2 separate regions of the Urocitellus parryii genome follow, and region 1 is linked to region 2. Evidence: chromatin contacts called from public Hi-C data. All regions are on one chromosome and are shown on one strand. Each heading gives the region's core, a stretch centred on a gene start, on an enhancer-like site or on the middle of the called end of the contact. The rest is flanking DNA. Distances are from core to core; before and after follow the strand shown.

The links. A called contact is a pair of places that touch in the nucleus more often than the background predicts.
Region 1: a contact with region 2 is called in a Hi-C map of liver, with 5 times the contacts expected there. The contact joins the promoter of Fosl2 here to the promoter of Babam2 in region 2. A contact is called at or near these places in 2 of 2 Hi-C or Micro-C datasets (liver and muscle).

The regions. Positions count from the first base shown.
Region 1 is chr12:52,866,069-52,868,768 of mUroPar1.hap1, forward strand. Fosl2 (FOS like 2, AP-1 transcription factor subunit) reads left to right here and starts at 1,321. Exons shown (of 4, transcript XM_026383868.2): 1 at 1,321-2,236. The coding sequence starts at 2,135.
Region 2 is chr12:52,421,278-52,423,977 of mUroPar1.hap1, forward strand. Babam2 (BRISC and BRCA1 A complex member 2) reads left to right here and starts at 1,451. Exons shown (of 12, transcript XM_026391012.2): 1 at 1,451-1,554. It overlaps Rbks (ribokinase), which reads right to left and starts at 1,801. Exons shown (of 8, transcript XM_077791694.1): 1 at 1,736-1,801.

The sequences.
Region 1 (2,700 bases), core at 71-2,570, 440 kb after region 2:
CATCTCCGTAGGATTGGTGCTCCGGAGCAGACAAGGGCCTTAGAAGGTCATCTGTCCTAAACCCTTCATTATACAGGAGGAAACTGAGACCCAGAGAGGTTGAGGGACTCGCCCAAGATCTCACAGCTCGTAAATTGCAGAGCCTGGCGTTCGTACTCCAAGCCCTGTGCTCTTTACCCTGCACCCCGCCCCGCCCAGCGAGGCGGGAAGGCCTAGGAGTCTGGCTACGCGCGCCTTGAACTTCACTCCCAAACAGCTGAAGACAACTGGGGGCACACCCTCTCGCTGGCCTCCCCCTCTCCCTGGTGTTCTTCTGTTTAATTCTTAACAGTCTGGAGTTTGCTTATAAGGCCCGATGACTCCTATTGGTTACGTCCTGATTGCCTGGCGCAGAGGATCGCTGGAATGTCTTGACTAATTTCGTCTTCAAGGCTACTCCTAACAAATTAATTGTAGGACCGAAAAAACAAAACAAAACACAAAAACACAAAAAAAGGGAAGCAGTGGGCCGCCCAACACACAGGGAAAGATAGGCAGGCCACCCCGCCTGGCGGCGCCGCGCCGCGCCCGGCGAAGACCCGGCCGCAGGGCGGCGCGGATACCCCGCGCGCCCAGGGTTCCCGCTGCACCCAGCGGCGCCACGGAGGGCGCGGACGACCGCGCGCGGCCGCGCCCTCCCTGCAAGCGGCTCTGCGAGCTAGGTTCCCGGCCTCGCGGTGGCGCCGCACTGAGCCGCCCGTCTGGTCTCGAGGACTGTGATTGTTTTCTAAAACCTAGAGCTGAGGCCCTCGCGGCCTCTGTCGGGGCCCCGCCCCAAGCCCCTTCCCGGGGCGGGGGAGGCCGTGGTGCGCAAGAGAGCAGGCGAGGGAATCCCTCTCCCTCCACGTCACCCGAAAGCGAGGAAACCCGCACTCGCGTCCTCTAACGCAAATGACCATCTTTGGCAACGTGCGCCAATGGAACAGACCAAGGGCGCTGGGCTCGGGGGGGTGGGCGGGGGTGGGGAAGGGCCAGGGCTGCCTCGGCTCCCCCAAACCCTGTGGGCTGCCTGCTCCCACCCTGGCCACTGCCTTCCTTCCTCGCGCGGGGTGTTCGGCAGGCGTCAGCGCTGCGGAGAGCCGGGCCAGTGAGGGGAGCGCTGCGCCCGCCTCCTCCCCTCCCGCGCCTCTTCCTCCTCCTCCTCCTGGGCCTCCTCCCCCCGCCTCCTCGCGCGCTCCTCCCTGCAAGGTGGAGTCGAGGTTGACGTGAGTGAATCCACATGGTACGGAGCTGGAGAATAAAGAGTGTGGAGTTGAACTCGTGCCATTGTAGTGACTCATCTCGGGCCGAGCGCAGGGGCTCCAAGCGAACCGGGGAGCGAGCAGCGCTCGGCAGGGACAGAGAGGGAGAGAGAGAGAGAGGGCGAGGCGCGGACGCGCGAGGCCGGCCGGTCCGGGAGCGGGCGCCGGGCAAGGGGTGCAGGTCGAGGCGCCGGAGCGGGACCACGTCCCCCTCAGCGCCGGCTCAGCTGGAACCCCACCGGCCGCAGTTCAGCGGGCGCGCTCCGGAGCGGGACGGGCGCACGCTGCTTTCTCCCAGTCAAGTGTCCGAGCCGCTCAGAAACTCAGGCAGCGAGTCGGCCACAGGAAGTTTATTCTCGGGCTCATTTTCTAAAAGGAGGAAACAGAAGTTTCTCCAAGCGAGCTGCCTTTCTTTTCGCCTTTTTTGCCCTGTCTGATTTCGGGGGTCCCCGGAACTGACAGGCGAGGCTCAGCCGGTTCCTGTTCTTTAATTTCCAATTTTTCTTTGGGCCGCGGGTCCAGGCTGAGCTCCGGTAGAGCGCGGGGGCGGGAGGGCGCGCGCAGGGGAGGGACCGAGGGACGCGCCGACTTTTTAGAGGGAGGGACCGGGTGGACAACTGGTCCCGAGGCGCTCCCGGAGCAGGAAAGAAGTGCCGTGCTAGGCGCGCGGGGACACTTCCCGGGTGTCACCGCCTCCTGGTCCGCGCCGGCCGCCGTGGGGGAAAGGCAGGGAGCGAAGATTAGAGCCCGCGGCGCGGCCGGCGGACCAGCGAGCACGCAGCAGCCTGTGCGCGGCCGCGGCGAGGGCGGGGAAGAAAAACACCCTGTTTCCTCTCCGGCCCCCACCGCGGATCATGTACCAGGATTATCCCGGGAACTTTGACACCTCGTCCCGGGGCAGCAGCGGCTCTCCTGCGCACGCCGAGTCCTACTCCAGCGGTGGCGGCGGCCAGCAGGTAGGTGTGGGCCCCGGGTGCACCTGGCGGCGCGGGAGGACCCCCGCGCTTCTCTTCTTCTCTCTCTCTCTCTCCCTTGCATTCTTCGCTTGGTGAGAAAATACCTACGGGGCACAGTTGTAAGTTGTGGATTTTTGTCCTGTCTGCCCCACCCACCCCACCACTTTTATTTTTTAAACTGGAGCAGGGAATGGGCTCTAATAGTCAACAGATCCTTCCCTTCTCACTGCCTCTTATTCAGAAAAGCTCCTGTAATTGCAGGTCTCCCCGGAGACTGCTACCTCCTTCCACCACCCCCCCCTTCCCCTCTTTTGGTGGTGTACGGACAAGGAAATCTTTGCACCCACGAACCCCTCCCAACAGCCAAGTCCCTGATCCTGCGGGAAAGCCCTCTTCCTCACTTCTGTTCTCCATCAGTCTTAACTCGTTTCTGAAAAAGGCTGGGTATTCAAAAATACAGTTGG
Region 2 (2,700 bases), core at 201-2,700:
TAAAGAACAGGGCTGGAGTTGTAGCTTAGTGGTAGAACACTTGCCTCACAAGCATGGATTTGGTGACTTATTTTTACTGTCATCCTTTGGCAAAACAAGATTTAGGGACAGATGAGGTCTTACTGCAGTATGCCTAATAATTTTTTTAATGACATAAACCCTCATTATAATAAAACACTGTTCACCCACATATTAAACTGAAACAATCTGAGAAGTAGGATTTCCTTAAAATATTTGATTTTTTTCATACAATTAATTTTGTAGTTAGAAAATCAATTTTCATTAAAAAAGATGATAAATCAGAAGGATCTGTTCTCCAAAGTCATGGACCTAATTCGTCTATCTTCATTTAGCACGTTTTCGGCTCCTGTTTGATTATAAATTTTTAGTGGTTGTAAAGATTGTTTATGGATTTTTGTTTTGACTCACACTTTGGTTACCATAAGGTAATCCGTGATTACAACAATACTGAAAAGCAAGCTGTAACCGTAAAATACGGCAGGAATGCCAATAATCAATACAGTGAACGGTGTCTTTTTGACCCCTGCTTAACTCATTATTTTACATAACAAGCTCAGACGAAGAATACCCAATTCAGATAGTGTTTCGGCTGACAAAATACTTAATTTAGTCCTCACAACAACCCTGTGAGGTAGGCCTATTCTAGGAGGTAGGATGACGTGGCAGTCACCTGGCAGGTCACGGGGAAGGCGCAGCAGCCTGGCCAAGGAGACAGGCATAGGTCTGGAGGCGCTTCTGATTATACTGGAGCCTTCACTAAACCCTGCCCTCCTCATCCCTCTCCTGCCATGTATCTTTACAAACCCGAATTCTCCCTTTTCCAAATAAGAAAGGCGGGCTGCGGGTTGGGGAAACCTGTAGCTCACATCCAGGGCGACCCTGTCGGTCCCCAAAGTCCCAGCGCTAGGCGCTGAGCACCGTCCACCCCCTCCCGAAAGTCGCTTGCCGACGACAGACTAACCTGACCAGGTCGGTCACGCAGGAGCCCACTACTACCACCGCCGCCACCTCCTCCTGACACTGCCTCCGGGGCTCCCCAGACGCCGCCATGGCTAGATGAGGTGCTGTCCAACTTGGACTGTACCCTTTGCACTTTGCCCGACCCTTTAACCAGAGATGCCGCTCCTACCCTCTTATCGAAGCGGGCCTTTCACACGCCTACGCGGGTCGCCCACCCGAATGCCCGAACAACCCCGCCCGACAACGGCCCCCAGTTCTTTCAGGAATTGTCTCCCGCACCGCCTCATGTTCCAGGACCCTCCTGATACTACGAGTGCCAGGCTCCTCGCCACGCGCGAGGCAGGCGCTGACCCAGAGCTTTCAGGCACTGCGGGGACGCCTTTCCGAGCGCCAGGCGGGAGCGGCACGGGGGCGCGCACGCCGCCACACTCCCGAAGGGGGCGGGGCGGGGCGTCCGGGAGCGCGCACGCATCCGGCCCGCGGTGCGCGTTCAGGTCGGTGCGTCGGTCGGGGGCGCGCTCGGGTAACCTGTACCCCACGTAGTCGCCGGTTACCGATCGGACTAAGTTCCAGGTACCAGGACTGGGGCTGGTGAGGGGAGGTTGGATCCCGAGTCGCACAGGTGGCGCAGAGATCGATGGCCAGAGGGCTTGCCTACTCTTCCTATAGAGAAGGCCCCCTGTTTCAAAGATGCCCTGCTCACCCCCATCACGCTAGTCCACTCAAGAACGAGTCCCCCAAACCTCAGAGTTACCTGTCTCCCTTTCTGGTCCACCCCTTGGTCCCTAATGAACCCTCAGGGTGATCCCTCTTTCCTCTTGATGAGGGGATCATACAATTTGGGAGAAGGGGGAGCGTCCCCTTTTAAATGTTCTTGGAGTTGGGTGGTCATTCTTTGAGTCTGAAACGATTTGTTTTTCCTGATTTTGCCCCTTGGAGAAATTGCTTCCCCAGTGTGACTTCCCTCGTGTGCTGTATGACGTTGATGTGACGCAGCAAGGGGGGGCCACCCCTTTCCGTTCCATGACGTCAACTGGACACGTGTTTCCGTGCTTGTCATCCTATCCTAATTGCAAGAGCCTGGACAGTGCTTTAGACGTCTTTGTATTCCCCAGGCAGCCTACCAGAAGACCTGATGTGACCTTATTTTGGGGCAGGAGATCTTTGTAAAAATGTATTTTTGCATTTTCCTTATGCAGTACGTCAAAATCAGGAAATACAAATTGCAGAACTGGCATTCAAAAGAGGCTGGCTACCCCAAATTTCTGGCTATCTGGAATCTGTTACAATATTGCCATTGTCTCATTTGTCTTATTTAGGGGGAAGTGGTCCAATCCATGTCCCTGCTCACTGCACCAAAGGACCACCTTGTTTGGTTATTATTCAATGACCCGATTTTGGAACCAGTATTCTTTCCCTCTTTCTTAGATAAGTCACACCTTCTCATGATTGAAAAAGATGTCAATCCTGCATGGAATCTAGCACTATCAAAAAAAAAAAATAGTACTATGACTGTTCCAGAAATAAAGCCAAATTCATTCCCTCAGTGTCATCCTAAAGTCATGACACTTGCTGAATTGTTCACTGTTAGTATGGTTAGCTTCTGGTTCAGGTTTAGAATTTAACTATTGAATCATTTAAGCCAACTTCCGCAGTAGGTCCACAGTAGTCTAGTTTGTCTCTGGTTTTGAAACAATCATTTATTTAAATTCTGACTGA